2 separate regions of the Mus musculus genome follow, and region 2 is linked to region 1. Evidence: chromatin contacts called from public Hi-C data. All regions are on one chromosome and are shown on one strand. The core of a region is the stretch at or near the end of the contact, and the rest is flanking DNA. Distances in the headings are between cores, read along the strand shown. Region 1 overlaps Frmd4a (FERM domain containing 4A). Region 2 overlaps Prpf18 (pre-mRNA processing factor 18).

Region 1 (3,323 bases), core at 273-2,772:
TTGTGAGATCTATCTCTACTAAAGTTACTTGGGGGTGGGGGCAGAGATTGTCATAGCTAAAAGCAAAGTTTCTGAAAGTCATTACCCTAGGCTGCTATGGTAAGCAGTGTTTTCTATGTATGAAGGAGTCACTTGGGATCTTGTCAAACACAGATTTCTCACAGGTTCCCAAGTAGGCTGGGGATTACAGACGATGCTTTAAAGTGGTCAAGGTCTCAAATATCACACATAAATCATTGTTCTCTCTCTCTCTCTCTCTTTCTCTCTCTCTCTCTCTCTCTCTCTCTCTCCATCAACTATCAATAATTATCTTTACTATGACTAGCTTATATGACCATTCAGGATGAGATCAGTAGCAACTGTGTAACTCACCCCATGACAAATAAAATCCACGATGCTGGTTGGTGGTCATAGGTAACCAGAAGGGACTCAGCACACTGAGGTGGCCCTTTCTGAAATGCATTACTTCCTTGGATACTGTGGACACTTAAGAGTGTTCCCTCCCTCTCTAGTGCCCACCAAGGTCTAGGAGACATTCCTATGAGCCAAAGTAGGAGGGAACCATACAGACCTAAACCATCTAAAGCCCAGAAAACTCCGGAATTTTCAAAAGCAATCGTGGATCTTTCCAGATTCTGTCTAATCTTACAGAAGTCCTCAACACAGATTAGAAGCAGACTGTGCTTGCATATATTCATCTCCTCTGTATATTGAACAAATACCAAATAAGTAGGCTTGAGACTACACATTAGCAAGCTGTCACGTTAGCTCCTAACTGCGTGCATGCATGCGTGCTTGTATGCTTGTGTGTATGTGTGAATGTGCATGTGTGCCTCTGTGTGTGTGTACACGTCTTAGCATGTGCACAGAATTCAGATGGACATTGGTTGTTCTGCTTTGTGAGGCTCCCCTTTATTCCCTAAGATGGTCTCTCCCTGAGACTGAAGCTCTCCATTTCAACTGAGCTGGCTGGATTCATGGCTGGCTGAGATTTCGTGGTCTCTGTCCTCCAACTCTCAATTGGAGACACTCAGATCCCCGCTTCTATGCGTGTGCTGGGAATTTGTCTGAACGCAGGTCCTTATGCATACACGGCAAGCACTCTTACCCTCTGAGACATTTCCATAGTCTTTCCATATCATTTTTTTATCCTGTCCCCAATATACTTGTTTTTGTTGCATGGAGAGGAGGGGAAGGGAAGCCCTAAGTGTTTGTTTTGCAGTCACAGATGACAGTAAGTCCTCTTGCTTTAGGGTGTAATTCTTTTTTCCTCTTTCCTTACAGCTGTGACCTAGTTAATTGTAGGTGGGAATCAAACGCCCAAATCATCAGGCTTTTGGCTTGGCTTAGGATCTTGCTGTTAAGTGGTAGGATGTCCTCCTTAATGACAGGAAGTCGGGTCCCCTGATCAGCAACATTTGTGTTCTTTGAGCTCAGAGATAAAGAACTGGGTGTATAAGGCTGTGGTTTCCTTGTGGTCAGGGACAAGAGTCAAGGGATAGATGAGTCTGTGACCCATGGATGAATCACTCCTGCCAAAACAGTTGAAATGTTCATCTCAGTGTTCTGGCCTGGAGTCCTCCAGTCCATGTGGACAAAGGAGAGAATGACTCACTCACTGTCCTTTTATGGCTTCATTGCTAATGTTGAGCATCCTATAGACCAGAATATGATATCATTAAGAAGCCACTTTAGCCGGGCGGTGGTGGCACATGCCTTTAATCTCAGCACTTGGGAGGCAGAGACAGGCAGATTTCTGAGTTCGAGGCCAGCCTGGTCTACAAAGTGAGTTCCAGGACAGCCAGGGCTACACAGAGAAACCCTGTCTCGAAAAACCCCCAAAAAAAGTGAGTGACGACTGTAAAGGCAGGAATGTAACACAAATAAGCCAGGTGTGCTGGCACATGCCTTTAGTTCCAGCACCTAGGAGAGAGGCAGGTATCTGTGAGTTTGAAGCCAGCCTGGTCCACAAAATGAGTTCCAGGACAGCCAGGGCTACACAGAGAAACCCTGTCTCGAAAAAAAGAAGAAGAAGGAAGAGGAAGAAGAAGAAGAAGAAGAAGAAGAAGAAGAAGAAGAAGAAGAAGAAGAAGAAGAAGAAGAAGAAGAAGAAGAGGAGGAGGAGGAGGAGGAGGAGGAGGAGGAGGAGGAGGAGGAGGAGGAGGAGGAGGAGGAGGAGGAGGAGGAGCCTTTAGGGCTGAGGATGTTGAGTGCTCATTTAGCATTCGTGGAGCTGCAGGCTCTGCCTATCCTTGCATGATTTAGTCATGGTGGTATATACATATAATCCAAGTTCATCTTCAGTTACATATAGATTTTGAGGTCGGCCTGGGCTACATGAGATCCTGTCTCAAATAAAAACAAACAAACAAAGGAGGAATTGTTGAATAGTTCAGTTGGTAAAGATTTGTCCTGCAAACATGAGGACCTGAGTTTGGCTCCCAGAGCCTATGTAAAATCAGCTAAGCATGGTGGTATACTCCTATAATCTTATCAATGGTTAGATGGTAGCAGCCAGATCCCTAGGGCTCATGGGCCAGCCAGCTTAGCCTACTTGCATAGCTTCAGGCCAGTAAGAGACTATCACAAAAGACAAGGTGAACAGCCCCTGGGGTATTTCCTGAAGGACAAATCTTGAGGTTTTTTTTTTTCCTCTGGCCTACACACACACTTTAATATGCACCTGCACACACATGAACATACATTCATACACACAAGTAGAAAAGAAACAAGAACTCTAGAATCCTAGCAAGAATCTATTGAGTCACATATGAGAAAGTTCAGAGTCGTTTTAGCAGTTTCCAGGCAACTCTGAGTGTCCCCATGGCTGGCAGAAAACTTCAACACCATGAGTGAGAGGAACTCATGTAACATACAGTGACCTTGAGATCTATTGGACAGTGATTCTCTTCCTCAGCTCTATAATAGAAACCCTAAGGTGCCTATAAGGAATCCCGAGTCCTTCCCCATGACAGTAACGTCAGAATCCCCAGGGATGGGTTCAAGTAGAAAGCTTCTAGGTGGTTCTGATGCACAGCTAGAGCCATCCACCAAGAGGCCATGGGAAAGGCAGATCATGCTCGGCTGACTTGAGCAGGCAACAATAGCCGACTCTACAGCTTTGAAGTCACTGCCTTAAGGTATGCTGGAAACCCTCGTGGCTTTGGATAACTCGTAGTTTCTTTCCTACATCTGGGTCAAGTCAATGGGCTTTGGTGTGCTTCCTGCTCTTCAACATGGTGCAGTCTGCTGGAGCCACAGACTCTGTCCCTTGTCTACTCTAGACCGCTCATCTCTACTCCCTGAAGCCCACCTGTGTTTAA
Region 2 (3,499 bases), core at 600-3,099, 300 kb after region 1:
CCTTGTGTGCCAGCTAGCCTAGAGGATGCAGAGCCTTGTGTGTCAGCTAACCTGGAGGATGCAGAGCCTTGTGCCAGCTAGCCTAGAGGATGCAGAGCCTTGTGTGTCAGCTAACCTGGAGGATGCAGAGCCTTGTGTGTCAGCTAACCTGGAAGATGCAGAGCCTTGTGTGTCAGCTAGCCTAGAGGATGCAGAGCCTTGTGTGCCAGCTAACCTGGAGGATGCAGAGCCTTGTGTGCCAGCTAACCTGGAGGATGCAGAGCCTTGTGTCAGCTAGCCTAGAGGATGCAGAGCCTTGTGTGCCAGCTAGCCTGGAGAATGCAGAGCCTTGTGTGCCAGCTAACCTGGAGGATGCAGAGCCTTGTGTGTCAGGTAACCTGGAGGATGCAGAGCCTTGTGTGTCAGCTAGCCTGGAGGATGCAGAGCCTTGTGTGCCAGCTAGCCTAGAGGATGCAGAGCCTTGTGTGCCAGCTAGCCTAGAGGATGCAGAGCCTTGTGTACCAGCTAATCTGGAGGATGTGGAGGCAAAACAACGGGCATCCCATTGTCTCAAGCAGGATGGAAGATGAGGCCTGAGGTCTGACATCTTCACATGTTGGAATGTGTGCACACACCACCATCACCAATAACAACAAACAAACAATACAAAACCCAGCAAATAAAAGCCAGAATAGGAACACATGCTGCCTCAGACATGGCCAGGCAGTGTTTGTTTCGGTCCTCTGCGTGGGTGGATATGTGATGCAGGGTCTAGAGCATTCACCATTCACGGTAACCATCAGGGACACTCACATGTACAACTTGAACTCTTTCACAGTGGGCAGTCTCAGCCAAGCTCAGGCTGCAATACCCATAGGTCATAGTGTTTCTAAGTCTTCAAAGAAAAGCATGCTTAATGCAAAGGCAACTTGGTTTTGACAGGTTGTAAAACTGCAGCTGAAAGCCTGTGGGACTGACTTAGCTGCCATGAAGGAAGCCCAATGAATGAAGCTGAGGTCACCAATAACACCCAAAAAGAAAGTGGAAACTCCCCAGTGGCGGCTGTCCTTTGCTGTCCTTTGAAGTATGCATTAAGCTTGGCCACTGGGGGTGGGGGTGGGCAGCTAACAGTTATTTCAGAGCAGGGCTTAGGGATAAGGAAGAAACTAGACAAAGGACGTGGCCTAGCTAAAATACAGTCATATGCTGTGCTAAAGTATCCCAGTTTAAAATGTGAAAAATACACAAATAGTCAACGTTTTAATAGTAAACTATTTTGGCCAATGTATAAACCTTATTCTTTTTGTAATGAGCACAACTCCAAAATTTTGGCTAGGGTCAGCTCACGTCCAGCCTTTGCTGCTAGCCAGCCACAGGGCACTCCCTAGTTACTCTACACCACCAGAAACTGTTTTTAAACTTTCAAAAGACTTTATGTTATTGTTAACCATTTAAGTTCCAGGGGTTAAAATTCAGCCAATGCAGCTGCAGAGTCTATGATAAAAACCAGTTACCACAGCAGTTTTCCAAAGGGACCCTCTAGAGACTTGTGCTGGCCTCAGCTCTCTGGACAGCTGGAAACTCTTCCATCAGTAAACCGTGAGAAAGTGCTTTTCGGTTCAAGACTCCCAATATGATGCCATACCATAAATTTCTAGAGGATAAAGTTATGCTTTCAGGGGTTGTGTGGGAGAAAACTGCAACAGGGAGGAGGTACGATCCATTCAGTTATCTACTCAAGATGCTCAGACAAAAGAAACGTAAAGTTCGAGACTCCCTTTCATTCTGGCCTCCCTTCTGTGGTGAGCAGCACTCGTGGGGACTGCGTGCCAGGAATGGAACCAGACACCAACTCCCAAAGCCAAGCCTCCCAAAGACTGGGAAAACATTTCTCGCCTTTCTCAGGCTGTTCAGTTTCAGAATTCCCTTTCAACAGCAATAACCAAGGTTTGCATTCCTAAATGATTTACTGTGCTCCAACTCCAGCATAGTTAAAGCGCTGGACTAGGTTAAATCACACCACAGTTACAAGTCCTGTCTGCTTACTTCCCAGGCCTTGCGGGTCTACGCGTGATTGCCAAGTTCCATTTGTGACCCCTGCCTGCCTCATTCTGTTCTCCCAGGGCTGTCTCCCTTCTCATACAGAATCCAGACAAATCTTAGGCCACTGCTGTATTTCCCTGATCCCCACCCTCCAACACTGAAATTACTGCCATTCTAGACTGCCTGCTATAGGCCATTAAACAGTGAAAGATCCATTCACTTGACAGTGACACTCCTAGAAAATGAGACAGTCTCCTTACGACCACTCACCTTCTATTAAATGAAATCAGTAAGCACTCAGTAGAAACGGCACCCTGGAACAGGAACTTGGGGGTCTCTTCCAGGGCTAGCCACTCACAGTTCAACCCTCTCTTGATGCTGGGTAGTGGTCTCTCCACAGTGAGCTATCAAACTTGATCCTCAGAGAAAATAACTGTCACTCATCCAAAGCAGCTACACCACTTTCAAAATAGTCCATGGACTTGGAAGGCTCTACTATACAAAGCAGCTGTGCTGGACGGCTTTGCCTAGCAACAGGCTAATGGATGGGTTCCTAGCACTTAAAGCAGCCTAAGTCAAGCCAATCATTAGGGGCATTTGATGCATTTCTGATGTACTCTATGTTCACCATACATACATACATACATACATACATACATACATGCATACATGCATACATACATATTCAGATGTACTCTATGTCAGGATGAATCCCGCAATGAATCAAGCAGCACCTGTATTGATTTCTAAGGAAAGGGTTTTTTACTAAATGTGAATACAGAGAATCCCAGTTCTTGTGATGGAAGGATGGGGAGGAGAGAAACGGACACAGTCAATAGAGTTGTAACTTGTTTAAAAGAAATCTTTGTTGTTTTAAAAACAATCTTGAAACAAAAATATATAGTATAGGCAAAAGTAAAATTTCCATTTAATGAAAGAAAGGTCATCTTCCTACATATCCCAGGAGTTTCTATGTAGCTTCTTTAATTTGTACATAGCTTTTTAATTTCGGTTATGAAAAACTTGACTGAGAGCCACATTCGTGAACATGCTTCTCTCCACCCAGCTTCAGAATGGCCACAGTCCCAGTCCTGGAGAATACGAATTCCCCTGCAGACAAAGCAAGCTCAAAAAACAAACAGACAAACAAACAAATAACAAAACAAAACCCCAGCCCACACAGATCAATTTTAGGAAGTACTGATGTCATATGATATAGTTTCTTCTTTATGTGGAATTTTTAAAAAAAGATTTTATTTATTTTTTTATGTATATGAGTACATTGTAGCTGTCTTCAGACACACCAGAAGAGGGCATCAGATTCCATTACAGATGGTTATGAGCCACCATGTGATTGCTGGGTATTGAACTCAGGACCTCAGGAAGAAGAGTCAGTGCTCTTACCCGCTGAGCCATTTCTCCAGCCCCTTTATGTGGAATATTAACAAGAGAAGACAACATAAAATGACTTACCATG

The links. Hi-C and Micro-C count contacts between places; a contact is called where the count stands out from the background.
Region 2: a contact with region 1 is called in a Hi-C map of myocytes, with 1.9 times the contacts expected there. The contact joins two enhancer-like sites. A contact is called at or near these places in 5 of 484 Hi-C or Micro-C datasets (the HL-1 cell line, the N1E-115 cell line, extraembryonic endoderm stem cells and 2 more), 3 of 115 datasets of contacts at active chromatin or transcription factors (bone marrow-derived macrophages, embryonic fibroblasts and fibro-adipogenic progenitors) and 2 of 9 other capture datasets (embryonic stem cells and pancreatic islet).

Annotation. Positions count from the first base shown.
Region 1 is chr2:4,316,824-4,320,146 of GRCm38.p6, forward strand. The region is part of intron 1 of Frmd4a (FERM domain containing 4A); the gene reads left to right. Among named protein-coding and RNA genes, the nearest start is that of Gm23691, 63 kb to the right of the region's middle. Within about 2 kb of position 1,523, at least 63 of the 459 cell types and tissues checked have an H3K27ac peak or open chromatin away from gene starts, as enhancers often do. A contact at or near this core is called in myocytes, where this site is marked.
Region 2 is chr2:4,619,297-4,622,795 of GRCm38.p6, forward strand. Prpf18 (pre-mRNA processing factor 18) reads right to left here. Exons shown (of 10, transcript NM_026045.4): 10 at 2,762-3,499. Among named protein-coding and RNA genes, the nearest start is that of Gm13179, 27 kb to the left of the region's middle. Within about 2 kb of position 1,850, at least 53 of the 459 cell types and tissues checked have an H3K27ac peak or open chromatin away from gene starts, as enhancers often do. A contact at or near this core is called in myocytes, where this site is marked.